Linked DNA regions of Mus musculus: regions 2, 3, 4 and 5 are each linked to region 1. Evidence: chromatin contacts called from public HiChIP or PLAC-seq and promoter capture Hi-C data. All regions are on one chromosome and are shown on one strand. The core of a region is the stretch at or near the end of the contact, and the rest is flanking DNA. Distances in the headings are between cores, read along the strand shown.

Region 1 (3,897 bases), core at 13-2,512:
GTCTGGCTTTGCCCTCTGGCACTCCACAGACCCTGCCTGATCTGGACTTTCAGAGACTTGGTGTACATATTTTGTTCCTTGAGTTCTAAAGGGAGAATACTCCAGATTTTTCAGTCACCTGGATCTTGTGCCAGCCTTTCTTAGTGACTCCCTAGTTCTGTGACTTCCATGGAAAGGTCTAGAAGAGACGCTCAGAGTGTAGGTGGAGGGTAGGTAGAATTTATCACCCAGCAGTAGGGGATTGCACAATAGCCAAAGGGACCACGTGAGAGCAGACAGAGGTCAGAGACCACTGCCACTGTGCTGACCATTTGTGAGTGGGCTTTTTCTAGAGCAGGTAGCTGTTTCTAAGGAATGTTTTCTGTCTGGGTGATGGACAGGTCTATTTGGATTCACTCTTAAAGTAAGGAAGAATGGTATGTCTTGTTTTTTTTTACCAGAAAGCTTGAAGGGAGGCAATAATCTTGCTGAGGGTTGTTTAGATAGTTATCTATTAATGACACCTCCACCCAAGACAGTACAGCATGTTATATCTCTACCCAGGATAAGAGCTATGACAAGATCACACTCCTTTGACCAGTAATAAAGTCCTGCGATTTCAGATTCAATCCTATAAGCCATTGGTTATGAGAGTGGTGTCCTTCAAATCCACTAATCTGTAACTAGCTACTTAACACCGCCAGGATTCTTCACACAATATGGCAGCCAGCCTAATCCCCGTGTAACTCACTTCCACTGTCTTTCTGACTGCATTTTAGGCTGTTTTTTTAAAATGCATGTTATTTTAAAAATCTTCAGTTCCTACAACCCCAACCCCAGGGTCTTGGCCCAACTGTCCACCCTCAGCTCAAAAGCAGAGACCAATGGTCAATGTAGACTTTATAAACAACATAGCCCATTTTGTTTGGAATGTATCCGATCTGCTCACGATTTTGGAACAAGAATTTTCAGTACTGTCTTAGTAAAACAGGCTCAGGAATGCTGATCCGCGGCACTCTATCAACAAGGTCTGTCAATGGTTGATATTTAAGGAGGGGTCCCAGGATAGAGCCGGGCATGTGATCCTAGGAAAACCCCACCTCTCTCTGGGTCCCTCTTTTGATTGTCAAAGGAGTGTCCTTAGGCTCTCAGACTTGAGATGCCTGCTCCAAAGAAGCCAAATCAGAATCCTCTGGAAGGTGCCTGATGCTGGACCTAAGATTAGGCTAGGGGAAATCAGGGTGTTGAGCCGAGATCCCTCAGTGGTGGGCGGTGCCGGGAGCAGGCGGAGCTTAGCTGGTGACGGAACCACATTGGCTGGCTAGCGGCTGAGCGAGGCGGGTCCGCACGGCTGCTGAACTGACCGGAGAACGCTGATACTAGAATTTGAGCCTGAGCGCGATTCGGAGCCTGAGCCCCAGACCACCGCAGGTAGCTACCGCCGCCCTCCCTCCGCACTGGGGCACGCTACGGTCCCCGAATGGCAGGTCTCTTCCGGGTGCACTGCTGGGTTCTTTCCACGCCGCTTCCTATCGGGGAGACACTGGATGGGCTGGGAGAACACAGAACCACCCAAACCTTCTCATCTTGGTTCCCATCTGGGGCTAGAGCCACTGGCCATAGTGGACAGGCTAGGTCTAAGTGTGTGTTCCGGGGTTCTGACTTCAGGCCTTTCACTCGGTGGACATGAGTATCTGATATTGGGAGGAACCACAAAGCTAGGCCTTTGGGAATCCAAATCCAAAGATGAGAGAGTAGTGTCCCTGAACATCTGTGGTTCCCTCTAGAGTAGCCATCAAAATCTGTTCTACTCAACCTGACGGGGACAGGGAGGGAGGCTGCTGAATTTACAGTGAGAAGATGAACCGCAAACTGTAAAGCTGGATAACCTGTGACCAGAGCTTTGTCTTTTCTTTTCTTTTCTTTTCTTTTCTTTCTTTTCTTTTCCTCTCTCTCTCTCCCTCTCTCCCTTCCTTCTTTTCTTCCTTTCTTCCTTCCTTTCTTTCTTTCAAGATTTATTCATTTCATTTATGTGAGTTCACTGTAGCTGACTTCAGACACACCAGAAGAGGGCGTCAGATCTCATTACAGGTGGTTTTGAGCCACCATGTGGTTGCTGGGAATTGAACTTCGAACCTCTGGAAGAGCAGTCAGTGCTCTTAACTGCTTAGCCAGCTCTCCAGCCGGACCAGAGACTTTTCTATGTGCAAAATGAAAGCAACCACTTGGACCCTGTGAAGATTCTGAGCAGCAGAGCCTTGGTGTGACCTAAGAGCAATTTCACACACACACACACACACACACACACACACACACACACACACAGAGAGAGAGAGAGAGAGAGAGAGAGAGAGAGAGAGAGAGATCCTGGTCTTTTGGTTACAAGGACAAAGCAGATGTCCTTGATGGGCCTGCTGGCTCAGGTTCCCCTGGGAGGGCTTTTTTCTGGTCAGCATTGATTTCTGTATGGCTAAGGACCTGGTGGGATCCTTGCTTTCGTGGATTAGGTTTTTTTTTTCTTTCTCTGCACTTGGGACAGAGGGTTGAAAGGGCCTGGGATGGGAGTGGGGGTGGGGGTGGGGGTGGAGGTCAAGGATCTGGGCTGGTGCAATTACATTTTACTGCTGGGTGGAGCAAGCCTCCGAGTGAGACAGAAAAGACACAAGGTTTCTATTCCTAGCCAGAGATTAACTGTGTAACTAATCTAGGAAGTAGAAACACAGTCTAACAGTCGTTTATGCAATTTTAGATACATTTACATTTCATCATGTTATCATGCTGTTTTAGTAAAGAAAGTCACTGCTGTTTTAGGTGACAATAAGCAGACCTACCTCAGCTGGTGTTTGACTTGTACCCCAGAAAACTAAGCCCCGTCCCACTGTTCTGGGGTTGGGGGGCTCTGCCAGGTTGGTTTCTGAGACCTTGAGTGTTCTGATGTCTGCCAGAGTGGAGTGTCTCTGGTTTTAGACATGGAAGACCCCATTCAACACCACCCCAGGGAACTCTACATTTGAGGGAACTGGGGTCCCAAGTCTCTAGGGTCCTTGCTCAGATCTCAGGGCAGTTCCTCAGTGGCCCTTGTGGGAATCTTAGTGTGTTTTCCTAGTGTGTCACTCAGTCAGCAATAGGTCTACCCTAGGACCGGACATGGTCATAGAGGTGACTCTGACGAAAGAGCAGAATTAATAATTATTTGCGTTGTTTGCGTTGTTGAGGCAGGGTCTCCCGCTGTAGGCCAGGTTGACCTTGGACTCCCAAGGGCTTGTTTGGTTATCTCTGTGGCTTAGAGCATCCAGCTTGCGGAGCGTGAGAAGGGCTTTGTGTGTGGTTTAGGCCAGAACTAGGGAAAGAAAGGTTCTTGGTTTCTCTTGGCTTTGCCTGTAGCCACACTAAAATCTTATTAAAAAGATAAAATTCAAGCCAGGAGGCGTTACAGTGCAAATTTTAGCTGTGACACAAATTATCGGATTGGTGAGTATCTCCTGACGCTGCAGGGTATTGTCATTCTCAGAAGGGGGGCTTCCTGGAGAAATTCTGATCCCTCAGAGTCCCTTCCCTCAAGGTCTGCCACGCTAGCGGGGCATAGAATGACAGCAACAAAAATCCCTGCCTCAGAGGAGCTCATCCTACTAACGTGCTTAGGGACAACGATGCACAGGCATGTAAGATCGTACAAGGCGAATGAGACTGAGAAACATACTTTGGAGGTTCGGAGGTCAGCTCCAGAGGTGTCCCAGGGTTGCTTTGCTGCTGCTGTTGTTTGTTGAGACAGAGTGTGTTATGTATCAGAGTTTGTCTTCAAACTCACTGTGGAGCCAGTGATGGCCTTGAACTCCCGACCCTCCTCCCTCCACCTCCTAAGTACTAGGGTCATGGGGATGAGCCCCATACATGGTTTATGTCATGGGGTGATTGAAC
Region 2 (4,377 bases), core at 1,139-3,638, 610 kb before region 1:
GAAGAGTAAGATGACTATTTGGTTTCCTGGTTTGATGCCTCTAGGAAGATGGTACCACCATAAGTAGAGACGGAGAAACATAATTTAGGGGAAAGATGTGAGTTTGAGCCTGGGGCCCTGGAGGACCATTTGGGAGTTCAGCAGGTGTTTGTGTGTCCGGGTTTGGAGCACAGAAGAACCACCTGACTTGAGTCACACAGCCCATAGGAGTCAGACGCAGAAAGACAAATAATGCCTTCTCTTATGTAAAAGGTAGATTCCATACTTGTGTGTAAAAAGTGTACACTTAGCCGGGCATGGTGGCACATGCCTTTAATCCCAGCACTCGGGAGGCAGAGGCAGGCGGATTTCTGAGTTCGAGGCCAACCTGGTCTCCAAAGTGAGTTCCAGGACAGACAGAGCTATACAGAGAAACCCTGTACACTTGAGAATTCAAGATGAAGAGAAAAAGAACAGACCTGGAAGGAGATCGGGATAGTGATGGCTAGTGAATATGGTCAGAGGGTACGATGATGTCCTTGATGGCATCTATGAAGCCTGGCACACTGAATACATTCTAATAAAATTAAGGAAAAGAATTGTTCCACAAGGGTGAAAGGAGGAAAACAGCCTTAAGGCAAAGAGTGCCTGGCACTGTGGGACCCACCAGAACGGCAGATGTAGGGAGAAACAGTGCAGCAGGCTGTCAGGGATGAGCGTGCAGGGGGGCATCCCACGCAGAGCAGAGCCTCTGAAGCCAATGACGGCCCTGTGTGAAACATTATCGACCCAGGCAGCTAGGAAACTGTGAGGGACAGGATCTGACCTGATGGGAAATTTTTGTTCTTGCTGACAACAGGGCTGGGTTCTTATTTTCCTGTGTGACAAGTGCCCCATTGGTGTTTAATCTGGATTGTGCACATAATCTCCATCCACGGTACAGTCTTTCAGTTTACTGTAAATCGTCAGTTCATAAGCTATTGCGAAATATATTTAATTTTCTTAAAGCTGACTTTATACCCACCATGCTTCTGTATCTTCCGTTTCTTCCCACTTCCCCCAGTGGTGCTAACCCTGGGTCCTACTACTGGAGGCTAGGGACCTGGTGGGTGCTGGAGTTTCTGTCTTCATCAGGCCAAGGGCTGACCTGTTGCTTTGCCCACTTGTCACTGGATTAAGGATCTTGTCTGTGCTCATTTGATTCCCAGAGTGGTCTAATTTGATAATCTGGTGGCAACAAGATTGCCACCTTCTATCCTTAAAACTCCTCCTCCCATGATAGCTAAGGATAGCACGGAATACTGACCAGGAACTGCCTCCTCTAACTCTTCAATTCTGCTCCCTTTCTGCTCCTGTTTCAGTGAAAGCTGCGATATCCTGAGAGCTTTGTTCTGGTCCTCTGGAATGCTTTCCCACACTCTAGTTGGCCAACTCCAGTTGTTGTTCAGAGGCACCCCCTTCAGTAGGCGGGATGGTGCTACGGGCACCGGATCAGCACTTTATTCAATCGGCTAGACTGTACTAGGAAACAGTACCAGGTTTTTCTGGAGGCCACTTCTCCAGTGTCTAGCACAGCGTAAGCCTGGGGGTGTAGCTATTCCATCTTAAGAGACTTGCATGGGGAAAGAGGTGGTAGAATTGTAACATGGGAACTGGGTTACTCGGCTTGGGGGGTGGGGGCGGGGATCAGAAGGGGCATGGGTGCAGAGCCCCAGGGTATCTCAGTAGTTTAAGGCTTCTAGATCTTCCGAGCCCCCTCCCCCAGAACAGAAGGATTGGGGGACTATGACTTCTCAGGGCAGAGACGGGGTAGTGGTCAACAGTGCCTAAAGTGAGCCCACTCTCTTCCACTGCCCTCAGCAGGAGAGACTGGGGAGGCAAGGACTGGGAGACAAGGGAAGTATAAAGATCCTCTGTGTTCCCCAGGGTCTCCTACCGCGGGGTAAGAAAGCTGGGAAGCCAGAGCTTAGAAGGGGGGTCATTCCGAGTTCCAGCTTAGGCTGCTGGCCTGGGTGACCTTGGGGTGTCCCTTTCCCCTCCCAGCCTCAGTGTTCCCGTGGGGACGCTGCGTATCCCCCGGCGGGTGAGTTGGGGAAGGCCAGCCGAGGCAGGGCCTGGGTGGGAGCAGGACCGCCCACTGCGACGGCCCAGGACCTCAGGAGCCCGCGTGGGCGGTGCGTGGGGCTCCTCCCCCGGGGCGGGGGTCGCGGCGCCGGCAGCTGGTGGCCCCGCAGCTGCAGCCTCAGCACCTGCCGCCGCCAGACGGCGCGGGCGCAGCCGGGCCCGGCCTCTCCCCCCTCGGGCTGCAGCCGCGGCGCGGGAGGCGGAGCCGGAGCCGAGCCGGAGCCCAAGCCGAGCCGCTGCCCGAGCCCGGCCGGCTACCGTGGCCGCCGCTGGGCGGGGCGCCCCAGCTACTGCTCCCGCCGGCTCCGCGTGCACGCGGGCGGCGCCTCCTCCTCAGGTAAGGGCGAGGCCCCCCGCGCCGCCGCAAAGTTTTGGGGATACCTGGATCCCCACAGCCCAGGCCTGCGTCTCTGGGAGCTGCTCCTTGGCTTCTTCCGCGCCGCCCTCCACGCTGCGCTCCCGGGTGACCCGCTCCACTCCTCGTGTCCCCTCTCCCGGCGTCCGTGGCGTGGCCGCCAGCTTGCTTGGGACCTGCAACGGTTAACTCTGTGCATGGGATCCGTGTGCCTTAAGTTTCCGAGGTCTGCACGGTGTAGTTGTGGGAGGAGCGACCAGCCGCGAGGCAGCCCTGGGTTCAGGTGCGGCCGCAGCCAGCGCCAACTTTCTGAGTGACCTCAGATGAGCCCTGCCTGTCCGGTCTCCACTGCCATACCTGCACCAGAGTGGGTTGAGCTGTTCGCCCGGACGATCGGCTGAAGCGTCACGCTTGTATTGCTCTGTTTTGAGTGGGGGGGGGGGTGCCCGAGAGTGTGTCAGCTCCAGAGCTCATGGGGAGTGGAGAGGAATGTTGAAGACCTACAGAAGTCTGTATTGGTGGGGAGGGACAGGTCGCGTCCCTAACCCGCAGCAGCCTTGACTGAGCTTAAGGATGGGTGTGGCAATGGCCTCTGGAAATGGAGTAGCTGCAAGGGCTAGGTGTCCCAGAGCCATCCTGGCTGTGTGACCTTGGGCAAGTCCACATTTTGAGGCTGGTTTTGGTGCCTCTAAGGTAGGGTGAAAGTAGTGAGATGTTCTTTGAGGTCAGTTACTATAAAACTCTACAGAAGGGGAGTCTCTGAGCTCTGGTTTGCAGGGTCAGTTTGGGTGGAGCCATTAATCCATCAAGAATCTATCCAGCACTTACAAATTGGTGTTTGGAAAAAATAAAGGAAGCATTTGGGGTTTGCTCTAGGAGTCTCAAAATAGACATGGCAAGGGTTGGTGAGAGCGCGCCTTGCTTACTCCGGTGCATTGGCCGTCATAAAATATTCAACGACATAATGATTTGTTTTCAAAGTGGCTTATAGATCAGGAAATGTTTCTGTTTGTGAGGTGGTTATTTATTTATTTATTATTTTTTTGCCAAAACCTCTCAAAATTGAGGGGGGAAGATAATGCCCTGTTGTAGGGCCCTGAAGGAGGCTAGTGGATGCTTAATTCCAGTCTAAGGGGAGGCTGAGATGTTTTACAGTTCTGGTTATGGAGACTCGCTCTAAATCAGGAGTCCTCCGGTGGGTGTTGCGTGTCCATGTCCATGGGGCTGCAGAGGCCCACAGTTCAGAAAAGACGTGTCTTGACTTCCGGGATAGGTGAATTCTGGTGTAGCCGGAGCGAAGTTGAGAACGAGATACCTGAGCGTGTGTGATAGAAGGTGAGATTTGTCCCACTGCCCAGTATCTTGTGCTGCAATTAGTGCGCCCCAGTGAGAAACATCTCGTGGAAGCAGTTTTGTTTGATTTCCTTCCTAGACATGCTGGTTTTCGGTTTCAGGCTTTCGGAAGTCAGAAGTCTGGGGAGAGGGAGTTTTGTGACAGGGTGGGGTTGTGATACCTGCGTTTGCCTTTCCCAAGTGCCACTTGGAATTGGAGGCTCACTTGGCCCTGCCCCCAGAGGCATTCAAACACAAGCGTGACTCTCTTCATCATCTAGTGCTTGGTTCTCATGGAAAGAGATGAGGAAAACTACTGACAGGGTTCTCTGCTGCGTGGGCTAAGGGTCTCAGGAGGAGTAGAGACTTAGACCATGGGGCTTCTGGTCATCCCTTGGGGCTTGTGCAAACTGTGAATTCCAGCTGGAGAATTGGAGGAGCTGCCCCCCAGGAAGGTAGAAGGAAGGCAAGGGTCTCAGCAGGGAGGTCATTTTCATGGAAAGGAACTGGATGACCACTGGCTAGTAAAGTTCAGGTCAGCAAGGAGCATGGAATCCAGTGGAAGTGCAGAGCAGGCAGAGCCCTCT
Region 3 (4,027 bases), core at 810-3,309, 710 kb before region 1:
CCACTGCTGCCACCATTATCACCACCACCAATGGGATGGGCCAAAAAAGGATTCTACATTCTCCCATGTCTATCTTTATTTCATTGGCTCTCATTCCCATCCCATCCCTCTTCACACTGTCACTTGTTGAAGAGCAGGAGGAAAGGAGGAAATAAGAAAAGGGAGAATATGTCTGCACTGCAACTGGAAAAAGAAAAAAAAAAAAAAACGAAACAAGCCAGAACGACAGACGAGTGACTGGTGGTTGGCCACACAGCTCAATAGCTACCGGTGCCATCATGTAAACGTAATTCCCCTGATAACCATGGAAACCAAAATGAAGGCACCGTGTTGAGGGCTGCTCTCTTTAGATATCTAAAAACAATAAGAGGCCAGAGACCAGAGAGACAAAGAAATCCAGGCATTCCAAGCCAGAGGAAATCCTTTCCTAAAAGCTCTGACAAAGTGTGCCATTTTCTCCCGTCTCCAAATCTCAGCAAGCTTCCACCAGGACTGGAGACCTGACAGGGATCATGAAACAATTCAAGCCTCTCCTGTGTGCTGGTCTCCTGGGGCCAGATGCTATGAGGCCAGCTCTCTGGGAGCTGAAAGCTTATTGTTATCATAAAACATACCGCAAACCAGCAGAGGGGCACAGACACACACAGACATGGACTCACGTGAGCACACGCGCGCGCGCACACACACACACACACACCTGTGTGTGCACATACAGACTTTTATATAACTAACATAGCTAGCTATGCAAACAGCTCCATGGGGGCAGACACCATTGTCTGGATCTTGTTGCCAGAATAAACGAACAGTTGAGTTAGAACATAGGCAAGCTCAAGCATTCTTTCTACTACCCAAGGCCAACAGTGTTGATGGCTGAGCAAAATCAAAGTCCTGGCCTCGTTCTTGGTCTAGCTTCTCTGTGTGCAGGAGACGGCTGGATTCCATGGGCTCCTAGGCATCTTCCAGTAGACAGTCAATCACCCTACTGTATTTTTTTTTTTTTTTTTTTTTTTTTTGTGATAGCACATGCCTGACAGTTTTCTTTCCCCTCAGAGGGAATCTGATACCCATCTGCTCAAGTAAATTAGCGTTCCCATCCTGCCTGACTCATTCGGTAGGAACAACAGGTTCACATGCCAATATGAAACAGAAGGCAAAGGGGGCCTGGGAAAGGGGAGAGGGCTCCTCAGCCAAAACGACACATTTTTCAGAATCACATTCACAGAGGACGGTGTGCTTACTGCGAGAAAGACGTCTATCATGGACTCCTAGATTGCTATTTTAACAATGCTCACACGGAGAGTGCTCTCTAAGGAGTCCTCAACGTTTCCTGCTTAATCCTCACAGCAACCTCGGGCCGAAGAATTCATCTCTACTTTTATTTATTTATTTTTTTTTTCCATTTTTTATTAGGTATTTAGCTCATTTACATCATCTCTACTTTTAACAGAAGCACCACCGACGTGGCTCAAGGTTGCCTGGCTAGTGGGTGGTGGATGGAACTAACACCAACTCCGGAGTTCTGGCTCTCCAAACGGCTCTGCCATCAGTGCAGGAGGGAGGCCGGGCAGGGGGTCGTCCCCTCTTCCTTCAAAGATTTGCGGAAACCGAGTCTCCGCGACTTGTTAAAACCAGACCCACTGGGTGCGCGACTGCACGCTCTCTCCTGCATCCCAGGTGAAGGCTAGCAAACCGCAAAATCGCATTCATTCTCTCAGACACTTGCAAAGCCCTGGGGCTGGAGGCGACCGCGGGTGGGTCCGGGGTGGGGGCGGACGGGGGCACAGCTCTCCCGGAGCTCCGGCAGCCGAGGCCCCCCACCTCCCGCAGTGCCCCCAGGCCCGGTCCCCGCACCCCAGCCAAACGCTGGGCCCACGGAGGGACCGAGCGGCCGGTGAGCCTGGAGCATCCGCGGGCTCCCGAGAAGCCTCCTTCCTGCGCCTCTTACCTCAGGGAGCGGCGCTGCCCGGCCGCGGCCGCGACGCCCTGGAAGCCGCAGGGCTGCCGGAGGACTGCGGCGCTCGGCCACAGCGGGGTCCGACTTCGCCGCGAGCCCCGCCCCCGGTGGCTGTCACGTGACGCGGGTGTAGGGCTGGCCTGCGAGCGCGCGCGGCCGTGAGACTGGAAGGAGGGCGGGGCGAGCGGGGCTCGGCGATGGAGGGCGAGCGTGGCCTCCGAAGGGGTGGGAACAGCATCGTGGGCGGGAACTGCCGGAGGCTCCTAGGGGCCTGGAAGCGGGCGGATCCTTCCCATCACCACTATAGCCTAACAGCACCCTGGGCTCCGTGCATATGAGCACATAGGAGCTGGAGTCACCCTGAGCCCAGCTAGAAGTCAGGAAGGACTTGGGGCCATGGGTGGGTTGTGTGGAAAACGTTTGGCACAACGCAAATGATGTGTGTAGTACCTGTTGCACCAACTACTAGTTATGGGCCCAAGAGAACAAAGCGGTGGTGGCTCCTGTTCTGAAATCCACTCTGTGGCGGAGAGGATAAACCGGAAAAGCTGTTTAAGTCCATATGTATTTAAAATTATATGAAGTACATGAAAAGAGCTCTTTGGTTGAAAACTAGGGTTTGAGGAATGTGATGACCTCATGAGAGTAGCTATGTGAAAGAGGCCAGAGAAAGCTCCTGCGCTGAGGGAGACAAGACGACTCCTAAGAAAAAATATTTTTTTTGTAGATTTTTTTTACTTTTATGCGTATTTTATGCACCTGATTTATGTGCACACAGGGGGCCCTGGAAGCCAGAAGAGGGAGCCGGAGCCCTTGGAACTTGAATATAGACAGTTGTGAGCCACCAAGTGGATCCTTTGCAAGAGCAATAAACCTCCTGACTAGTAAGCTGTCTCTCCAACCCTGTATCCCACCATCCCGAGGTCTTAGATAAAAGGGTATTAGAGGTCATCAGTATTTCATAAGCCATGATAAAGGAAGCCATTGAAGGGGGAGAATGCAGGTGTTCGATACTCTGTGCTGAGAAGACAAGAGAAGTAGAGACTGGCCTGAAGTACTGGAAGTGGATATGGGGGCACACACACGGATCTGAGACAGTTTTGCAGTAAAGTCAAATTTGGGGGGGGTGTTGTTTTATGCAGTGGTTAAGGCAAATTCAGGGTCTTGCACATGCTGAGCAAGTGCTACCCCCCTGTACCCCCTGTACCCCCCTACATCCCAGCCTTCAACGATTCATTTGTTTAAACCCCAAACAAAACACCTAGACCCAAACCCAACAATTGAATGCTGACCGAGAGCTGTTCAGCAAGCACACAGATGTAGTGGAAAGGCCATGCTTAGACGTCGCTTACGTTTGGCAAACCGATCGCACGTCTAATCCTTTGAAAAGTGGCCCATTGTATGAAACCAGCAGGCTGAATATGAATTTCAATACCCAATTAAAAGCCTGAGTTCCTGGATTTGTGCTATCAAACATTATTGTTTGTGTTGGCATTTCTCTAAAAAGGTTAGGACATTCAAAGGACAACAATGGGGCCCGTCTAACACAGCATGCTGTCTGTCTTCTTCATCTGTCCAAAGGTGCCACGGGGGCGGGGGGATTTTATTTCTTGTATAAACATTTAAACGTCAAGACAGTGGCGTTTTATTTAAGATTTACTTATTTTTATTTTATGCGTAAGTGTGCTTTGGCTACATGCATGTCTGTGCACAAGAACAGTATTTGTAAGCGACTGGTTGCTCCTCTCTTCTTACCCTCATCTGTCTGGCGCAGGCCTCCATCCCACCATGTGTGTAATGCTCTTGTCTCTTGACTTCTCTACTTCATTTGACTGGAGTGGGCTTGCTCACCTTAGCAGCCTGGCATGTCATTCGTATTTATAGCAAATGAACGAGGGCACATACAGTCTCCACGGCCATGTAGACTTTTGCTTTATAGAGAGATTAGACTCAGGCAGAGTCATTTGGCCACAGGTAACCCAACAGCTATCATCCTTTTCGGCTGCCTGCGGGTCTCAGCTCTCTTCCTACCTTACGGGGGGTCTTCAATGATGAGCTTGTTGAGAACCAAAC
Region 4 (4,513 bases), core at 1,457-3,956, 760 kb before region 1:
AGCGGAACTTTGTTCATTCTCACGGGGCCCAGGCCAGCACCTGCCTCACACCTGAAGGCAGCCCCCTGCCCCTCTTATTTATAGCATGTCCCCTTGTCATTCCTGGGGCAGCTTTTCAGGAAGAAGTCCTTGTTCCAAGCCCCTTCCTTGCTCACAGGGCCATGTGCTAGTCCAGGAGAACTGTCTTTAATAGAAACCCTGCAGCTCCCAGAGGCAGCTGGGAGGCTGGCATGGGCCCAAGAGGGACCAGAGGGTCAAGGTCCAGGAAAGGGGCGGCTGTCTCCACCTCACCACAGTCACTTCCCTTGCTCAGAAGTGCTCTCTTCCCTGAGAAGAGTCTGATTTTGGTCTGCGTGAAGTGAGGTTCTCTGTAGCTTGGAACAAGTGACCTAAAAACTGCATGTACTGTCTGAGCCTCCGCGGCTCTTCATAACCTCTAAGTGCCGGAGTGACTAGAAACACTCCAATTGCGCTTCCCTTTCTCCTGGGGAAATGTTCCCAAGGTCCTTCCAGTTGGGGCTGTGGAGCTAAAGGGTTCTAGGGGAACCTGGTTCTTAGTCCCCAGGCAGCCGAGGGTTTCAGGTGTGTAACATGGGGATGGGTCTAGGATCTTCCCAGGCCTAACTTCCACCTCAACAGTCAGCCTGTAGCTCTTCCGAGCACACACCTGGGCTTGGGCCTGAGGCAGGCCTTCTTGCTTACAGGATGGTACAGAAGATGCTGCGGTTGCTATGGTAGCCACCTTCCACACGGGCTGTGATCCTGGTTGCCATGGCTGTCACCTTATGCCCACTGTGGGCTGCAGAGGAGCCCCTGAGTGAGTTTTCAAGGTGGGGCCGTGCCGGTGGGTTCACCAGGCGCCAGGTATCAGACCTGTGGATGCAAAGGAAAGCCATGAATCTAGAGACGGTGCTTGTGAGTGGCTGCGTCTCACCTTTGGTTCTAGTTCTCTGGATCTCAGAGTTCAAATCTAGGTGTGGGTTTATCTCCTGAATCACTGACTGCTGTTGAGGCTAAGCAACGGTCACATTTCCTCTTAGGCCCTCAACTTCCTCTTCTTCCTGGATTTGGATATGAATCAGGGGCCTTCCTCCCACCACCGCCACCACAGCAGCTTCTTGTGAGCGTGGATAGCCTCACCTGTCACCATCCCGAACTAGAAACTACCTGAAAGCACCTCAGGTGAAGAGCAGACAAACAAGCTGCTGCATCTGTGGCCGCGGAAAGGAATGAATGCATCAGGGCGTGGTGGCGAATGCTTTTAATCCAGCACTCTGCCTAGCCTGGTCTACTGAGTTCCAGGATAGCCAGGGCTACACAGGAAAACCCCGTCTGAATAAAACAAACAAAAACAACAAAAAGAAAGAGCAACTGACTTCCAGGGAACCCAACCACTCTTCTGACCTCTGCAGGCACCAGACACACACATGATGTACGTGTAAGCACTCATGCATATGCATAAAATAAAACAACTAACACCAGAACCGCCACAGCACTCCTGGCTACCCCACAGGCACATTCGCACACCCATGCTCCCTGCCACACTGAGAACAACAGCCAGGGAAGACAACCAGCCTTGACATCCGTCAACACATGAGTCAACCCTGACACTTGTAGAAAATGGATGGAACTGGAGAGAATCACTGAGTGCAGGAAGGTGATTAAGTGCAGACTCGGCACATCTTTTTTGCAGAGTCTAGATTCAGATTAAAAGTGTATCTGTGTGTATTGAGGATGATGTCATGAAAGTAGAAAAGAGACTGTGATACTCCTTCATTGTCAGCTTGACTAGACTAGAACGACTTAGTGTATTCAGGTTCTCTAGAAGAACAGAACTTAATAGACTGTGTGTGTGTGTATATATATATATATATATATTATTTTTTTCATTTCCTCTGTGGCCTCTATATATATACTAGCGGCAGGAATTCTAAAACTCAGTGTTGGTCAGTTCATGGGGCTGGATGTCTCAGCTGGTCTTCAGTATATGCCAGATCCCAAAGGAATCTCTAATGCCAAAGGTCAGCTCTAATGCCAGTAAGGGTGGACTTGCCGGAGAGCGAGAGCAAGCAGGCAGAGAACAAACGCTTGCTTCCTTCTCCATGTCCTCTGTAAGCTGCCAGCAGGACAGATTCATAGTGTATCCTCCCACATCAAAAGACCCCACAGGTGTACCTGGCCATTTGGGTCTTAGTTAATTCAAGATATAATCAAGTTGACAGCCAAGACTAGCCATCATACCTAGGAAACAGGCCTATCTCTGAGTGTATCGATGAGGGGGGTGTTCCCAGACAAGTCTGAGGAGTATGGAAGACAGCTTGGTTGTGGGCAGCACCATCCTAAGGGCTGAGGTTCTGGACTGGAAAAGGGAGAAAGCAAAGACAGGACCAGCATCCTTTGCTTCCCGACTGCACACACGACGTGACCAGCTGTCTACCACTCCTGCTGCCACAGCTAGAGCTGACCTCACCACCACGCCTTCCCCACTGTGGTGTGCCACATGCCCAAACTGTGAGGTGAAATACCCCTCTCCTTCCCTGAGTGGCTTTTGTTAGGCACTTTGCACATCAACAAGGAAAGAAACCATGTGAAGGGGGTAGGAGGAAGAGATACAGGTGAACTCAGACGGGGCCTTTCATCGGTGGCCTCTGCCTGGGCGGCTGTGCCCTGTGGAACTCCCACGCATGCCAGCACAGGATGACTTCAAGTATAGTGCTTGTCACACCCCCGGAGGATGCACTAGTCCACAGCAGTATGCACGTGTGCTCTTCAGATCTCAAGGAGAAAACTGCTCCATGAGGACTTGAGGTTTCTGACAACAGCATGTTTTGTTGAGTAATGTACAAAGTGCAGTCCTAATTGAAATAGTTTAGCTCAGATGGAAAGGAAAAGTTAAAACTGTTGTAGAGAATTACGGAGAGCTATGATGCAGTGTTAGAGAATGCCTGTAAAGTTCACTTACACTTTGGGGGATAGGGCAGCAATGGACTCATGCCAGGGCCACGGATTATTTTTAGAGGTGTTAGCTGATAGCTGTGTACTACTTATGGCTAGATACTTGTTAATTAAAAAGTAAGAGCAGTTTTTCAGATAGCAACCATCCTGGAATAGCTCAGAGCATTCCAGGAAGTTTACAACATTGCTATTTAAGTCTATGAAGTCCCTATAAGGGCCCAGATAGTAAATATGTTAGGTTTATATTGTGTGTTTTTACAAGTGTGTTGCACTTGTGTGTGACAGACTTTGACAATGTATCAGCAAATGAACATGGCTATATTCCAATAAAACTTACTGATGAATGATGAACTTGGAATGTCATTAAAATGTGCAGGGTCGACATAGTCCCAGACATTTATAAGGTTAAAATAATTACTGTTTCTCAGAGGCCATTCACACAATGGCAACAGAAGAGAATTAGTAACATTGCCACCCATCGGATCTACTTCAGGCCTTGAGAACTAGACAGCATTAGTCACAGTACCAAAATGTATGTCCACGCTTTTTTTTCCCCTCAATTCTAACTCAGGCTGGCCTCAAACTGGGTGATGATCCTGAAGTAGCTCCCAAATGCTCGGCTGAAGCCACCAACCACATGCCTTTATGTCCCTCATCTAGAGTGCCACACCACCTCAGTAGCATCTGTGTGACAAGTTCCACAGACTGAGACGACTGACCTCAAAGTGGAGAGGCCTCCTGGAATCGGTTGTGGAACTCTTTTTTTTTTTTTTAAGATTTATTTATTTATTTATTTATTTATTTATTTATTTATTAATTATATGTAAGTACACTGTAGCTGTCTTCAGATGCACCAGAAGAGGGCATCAGATCTCATTACGGGTGGTTGTGAGCCACCATGTGGTTGCTCTTTGAACTTCGGACCTTCGGAAGAGCAGTCGGGTGCTCTTACCCACTGAGCCATCTCACCAGCCCGGTTGTGGAACTCTTTGCCGGAGAAAAAATATTGTTCTCCTGGCAATCTATCTGTTTTGTTTTCTCTTATTCCTTTTCTTATTTACATGTTCCTGATAGCCTAGGCCAAGATTTTCAGCGAGAATAATGGGTAAGAAACCCCTAGATATGGGGTCACTAACAACCTTATCCCCGGGGAAACCAACGCTTTACTTTTGGTTTTTCGAGACAGGGTTTCTCTGTGTAGCCCTGGCTGTCCTGGAGCTCACTCTGTAGACTAGGCTGGCCTCGAACTCAGAAATCTGCCTGCCTCTGCCTCCCAAGTGCTGGGATTAAAGGCGTGCGCCACCATGCCCGGCTGACGCTTTACTTTTTAAATCATTTACAAAACTATTATGACAGATAAAAAGTTTCCCAACAATAAAATTTCATATGGCTGCACGTGTGTCATCAGAGGTGGGTTTTGGTATATGGTAAAGAAACCCTTAATTAGAAAGAATTAAAATAGTTTAAATTTATGCATTGAAGATTTATAAGAAATTAGATGTTGAATAATAATTGACCGTATGGGGCTAGAAGCGTTAGCTCAGCGGTTAAGAGCACT
Region 5 (4,032 bases), core at 948-3,447, 640 kb before region 1:
CTGGAACCTTTCCTGATAACCCCCCAAACCCCAATCAGTGTGCGCTGATGGAAGGGCAGAAGGACTCTGGGACAGGAGCCTTGCCGCTCAGTACTCTTGGGCTTCCTGGAGAAGACAACTGGTCCATGTGCCACTTAGGACCGATGGGTCAGGCTGCAGCACAGGCAATTCATCAGGAAACTTTAGATTCAGGGGGTCTGCAGATGATCCCGGTCAGGGTGGCATCAGACCGATTTTCCTCTCATCTGTGTTCACACAGTGAATTCACCACGTGGCCAGCAGGGTGAGAAGAGTGCTCTTTGCTTCCTTCTGGTTCCCGACCTGCCGAGATTAGGTGGTGTCTTTACCTAGAGCAGATACAGTTTTGTCTGGTTTTGAACTTTGCTAAATGAAATAGCTATGTGCTCTGTGCTGATTAGTTGTGGTCAACAAACTTGAGTTCTCAGGAAATAGGGAACTGCGATTGAGCGAATGTCTCCATCAGATCAGATCAGTCTGTGAGCGTTTTCTTGGTTGTTTATTGATGTGGAAGGACCCAGTCCACTGTGTTCAGAGCCACCTACCCCTGGACAGGCGGTCCTGGGTTCTGTCAGAAAGCAGCCGAGAGAGCCAGGAGGAGCAGGCTAGAGAGCAGCACTCGGCTTCTGCCTCAGCTCCTGCCTCTAGGTTCCTTCATGAGTTCCACCCCTGGCTTCCTTTCATGATTGACCCCATGTAACCTGTGAGCTAAACAATCTCTCTCTTCCAGGAATGGTGTTTATCATAGATAGCAACAGAAAAGCGGGGCAAGACATGCACTTTGTATTGTTTATTATTATTACTACTACTACTGTCATTATTATTAGTAGTACTATTATCTTGATGTACATAATTAAAGGGTACAGTATAATTCAGTGTATGTATACAGTCTATAATGAGAAAATAAGTGTAGTTAGCATTTCCCTATTCTTAAACATTAAAACAATTAACAAATACATTGCCATTGCCATATATTTTATTTTTGTTTAACCTTTTATTGTGAATTATACACCATATAGAAAGCTACCTGCACATAATAGGTTAATGAGTTCTATGAGAGTATTTATGCCCCGGCTTAGAAGTAGAATGCATCAAGCCAACTCAGAAGCCCCTCCCTCACCCTGCTGTCACCTCCACTCCAGTCTTCCTCCTTCTTCTCCTCCTTTTCCTCCTTCCACCCCACCCCCACCCCCTGCCGTGTATGGGTGTTTTGCCCACATGTATGCTTGTATAATGTGTGTTTGGTGCCTTTGGAGGCCACAGAAGGGTATCAAATCCCTAGAACTAGAGTTGTAGTTGTGTGTTTCCATGTGGGTACTAGGACTTGAACCCGGGTCCTCTGGAAGAGCATCCAGTGTTCTTAACCACTGAGCCATCTCTCCAGCCCTCAACTTCATTTCTTTAAAAGTATTCTACTGAGTTCTTTTCTCTTTGTGGAATATTTTTTTGTTTGTTTGTTTTTGTTTTTGTTTTTGTTTTTTTGAGGCAGGTTCTCATTCTGTAGGTCAGAATAGTTTAGAATCCACTATATGCCTCAAGCTTGTCTCGAACTCATGGCAACTCTCTTGCTTTAGCCTGTTGCATTCTAGGCTCTGGGCATGAGCCACTATTGGCTGGCTCCTCTCATTTTAGAGATCATTCTTCGTGTTTCTTTATAATCTTATTACCCAATTCTATATCCCGTGTGTGTGTGTGTGTGTGAGAGAGAGAGAGAGAGAGAGAGAGAGTGTGTGTGTGTATCTATCTATCTATCTATCTATCTATCTCTATCTCTATCTCTATCTCTCTATCTCTCTATCTATCGCTATCTCTATCTAGCTATCTATCTATCTCTATCTATCTATCTATCTATAAATTGCATGTGTATATATGTATATACATACACTCTATTGTATGTAGTATGTGTATAAATAAAATTAAAGAAGAGGTAATACATTTGAGAGGTAATGAGGGACAACACAAGAGAAGTTAGAGGTAGAGGGAAGGGTGGAAATGATATAAATATAGTATTCATGTTTGAAATTCACCCGACATTGAAAATGTTGATTATGTCATTCCAATCGTGTCTCCTCACTCCTTTAAGGATGTGCGTGTCTCTCTGTGGCAACTGTAGAGGTTGGAAGGGACCCCCTGGAGCTAGAGTTATAGGCAGTTAGTTATAGTTGGTCCATGGGGTGGGCACTAGGACCCAAACTCGGTTTGCAGAAGAGCAGCAAGGGAGCCACTCACTTAGCCACCGAGTCAGCCCTCCCTCCGTTCCTTTCTCTTTCTCTTAATTTGTTGGAAAAACTGAACCATTTGAACCGTGTTTTTCCAATCTCCTGGCTTTCCTGGTTTCACTCCCACGACCCAGTTAAAGGCGCCCCCTCTCCCACTCTGTTTCCTGCAAAATTGGCAGCTGGACCCAGAAGCTTTGTTGGACTTGGGTTTAGTCTGATGGTGTCATTCCAAGCTCAGTGGAGGTTTCACGGTGGAAAATAGATAACATTCGGCTGCCTTTCCCCATGATGTCAACAGCTGCTGCTAGCTCTCAGTATCAGGTCTTTAGCTCAGTATCAGTTACAGAATGGCACTGGTCTGGTGGGACATTTCCTTTCCGTTACTAGCTGGGACAGTTGGGCCAGGAGATAGTTCCCTCTCTTATTATTATGCTTTGTCAGATGAGGTCAATGGGACACTAGGACTACATTCTACCAGCTGACAAGGGCTGAATACACGGGGCACTCTCCATCCACACGGTCAGTGATATCACAGTGGGAAGCTCCTCCCTCAGCCAGGGGACACCCAAGGCTTGGGACATGCTAGGCACAAAGAGCTCTCCTAATCTCTGCCAAGCTACACTACCAGCACCCACATTGGTAGCTTAAAATTGGTCACAGCAGTAGTGTTTGCACCATAGAAATGGGCGAATAACACAGCCTAGCCTTCTTCCCCCAAGAAGGCCAGTTGTTAAACAGTGGCACACAACCAGGGCTAGGCCACACAGGAACAGCAGGATGATACTCACTCTTTTCCTCTACAAATCTCTCAAGGCGATGGAGCTGCTCCCTAGGATCCTGCAAGGCGATGACGCAGGATTTTCCTTATGTCATCGTGAATTCTCATATCTAAACATACCAGGAGCATGTCACTCCTGGTTTCTCCTTGTCTCTGTTGTGGATCTGACAGTCTCGTCTTTGGCTAGTGTGTGGGTCTGGTATCTGCAGCTTTGGAGACTTCTCTGGGTTTGTGATTAATTTGAACTTATAGTCACTGTCTTACTCTTATCTTTAATTCTTCCTGAGTTTTTCCTTTTTCTTTTGCATGCGTGTTACGTGTGTAAGTGTTCATGTGCGTGCCTCCATATGTTTGTGCAAACCAGCAGAGGCCAGAGGTTGACGTCATCTGCTTCTTCCATCACTTTTGAGACTGGGTCTTTCTCTAAGAGTACACTGACTGGGCAAGATTGGCTGCCCATGAACTCCAGGATCCCCCTGTCTCTACCTCCCCAGCACTGGGACTGCATATATACATCAGCATCCTTGGCTTTTTATCTAGGTTTATGTCAGGCACTTTACCAACTGAGCCAACTCTCCGGTCCCATGTCATACCTGTTTTAAAGTCTTCTTGTCTTATTTTGACCCAATAAATTATTTTTCATCTTTTAGACTTTTAAATTTTACTATTACTATTGTTGTTGTTACTACGTATGTGAAAGAGAGTGTTTATCCCACAGTGTGCACAACAAGGTAGCGCTGGTGTTAATCCTTGCCTTCTACCTTATTTTTAGTAAACACAACTCTGAGTCAGATTTACGATAGCTCCCTGGAGAAGAGATGGGTAACAAGTGAGGAAACTACCAGAAGTTGTTCTCTTCAGCCAAGCATTAAAGATCTATATCAGGGTAGTAGAGTCTGATAGACGGACCATAAATCATAGTTCAGTGGTGTAACTGATGATAATTCCTGACTGACTATATCAGGTAAGGAGATGAGGCAGTCGAGGAGTTCTGGGCACCCAAATTTGAATAAAGCT

What was found. Promoter capture Hi-C pulls out the DNA fragments that hold promoters and counts their contacts. HiChIP or PLAC-seq counts read pairs in DNA pulled down with a chosen protein or histone mark.
Region 2: an H3K4me3 HiChIP or PLAC-seq map of embryonic forebrain shows a contact between it and region 1, with 3 times the contacts expected there. The contact joins the promoter of Frmpd1 here to the promoter of Aldh1b1 in region 1. A contact is called at or near these places in 4 of 39 promoter capture datasets (the 3T3-L1 cell line, liver, pre-B cells and 1 more), 1 of 15 datasets of contacts at CTCF or cohesin (the NIH/3T3 cell line), 3 of 115 datasets of contacts at active chromatin or transcription factors (embryonic forebrain, large pre-B cells and stem cell-derived neural progenitor cells) and 1 of 9 other capture datasets (embryonic tail).
Region 3: a promoter capture Hi-C map of second pharyngeal arch cranial neural crest shows a contact between it and region 1. The contact joins the promoter of Fbxo10 here to the promoter of Aldh1b1 in region 1. A contact is called at or near these places in 10 of 39 promoter capture datasets (3T3-L1-derived adipocytes, cranial neural crest, hematopoietic stem and progenitor cells and 6 more), 1 of 484 Hi-C or Micro-C datasets (embryonic stem cells), 9 of 115 datasets of contacts at active chromatin or transcription factors (T-cell acute lymphoblastic leukemia, acute myeloid leukemia, bone marrow-derived macrophages and 6 more) and 2 of 9 other capture datasets (adipose tissue and embryonic stem cells).
Region 4: an H3K27ac HiChIP or PLAC-seq map of cardiomyocytes shows a contact between it and region 1, with 6 times the contacts expected there. The contact joins the enhancer-like site here to the promoter of Aldh1b1 in region 1. A contact is called at or near these places in 12 of 39 promoter capture datasets (the 3T3-L1 cell line, the HPC-7 cell line, HPC-7-derived erythroid cells and 7 more), 2 of 484 Hi-C or Micro-C datasets (the G1E-ER4 cell line and cranial neural crest), 3 of 115 datasets of contacts at active chromatin or transcription factors (cardiomyocytes, heart atrium and large pre-B cells) and 1 of 9 other capture datasets (embryonic stem cells).
Region 5: a contact with region 1 is called in a promoter capture Hi-C map of hippocampal neurons, with 2.5 times the contacts expected there. The contact joins the enhancer-like site here to the promoter of Aldh1b1 in region 1. A contact is called at or near these places in 6 of 39 promoter capture datasets (the 3T3-L1 cell line, cranial neural crest, embryonic stem cells and 3 more), 2 of 15 datasets of contacts at CTCF or cohesin (the NIH/3T3 cell line and large pre-B cells) and 1 of 115 datasets of contacts at active chromatin or transcription factors (large pre-B cells).

The regions. Positions count from the first base shown.
Region 1 is chr4:45,797,760-45,801,656 of GRCm38.p6, forward strand. Aldh1b1 (aldehyde dehydrogenase 1 family, member B1) reads left to right here and starts at 1,263. Exons shown (of 2, transcript NM_028270.4): 1 at 1,263-1,410.
Region 2 is chr4:45,182,518-45,186,894 of GRCm38.p6, forward strand. It overlaps Frmpd1 (FERM and PDZ domain containing 1), which reads left to right and starts at 2,389. Exons shown (of 16, transcript NM_001081172.2): 1 at 2,389-2,440.
Region 3 is chr4:45,082,545-45,086,571 of GRCm38.p6, forward strand. It overlaps Fbxo10 (F-box protein 10), which reads right to left and starts at 2,060. Exons shown (of 11, transcript NM_001024142.1): 1 at 1,946-2,060.
Region 4 is chr4:45,035,210-45,039,722 of GRCm38.p6, forward strand. Fbxo10 (F-box protein 10) reads right to left here. Exons shown (of 11, transcript NM_001024142.1): 11 at 1-873. The coding sequence ends at 699. Among named protein-coding and RNA genes, the nearest start is that of Gm30939, 7.9 kb to the right of the region's middle. Within about 2 kb of position 2,707, at least 11 of the 459 cell types and tissues checked have an H3K27ac peak or open chromatin away from gene starts, as enhancers often do. A contact at or near this core is called in the HPC-7 cell line, cardiomyocytes, heart atrium and 1 more, where this site is marked.
Region 5 is chr4:45,158,429-45,162,460 of GRCm38.p6, forward strand. No RefSeq gene overlaps it. Among named protein-coding and RNA genes, the nearest start is that of Frmpd1, 24 kb to the right of the region's middle. Within about 2 kb of position 2,198, at least 9 of the 459 cell types and tissues checked have an H3K27ac peak or open chromatin away from gene starts, as enhancers often do. A contact at or near this core is called in hippocampal neurons, where this site is marked.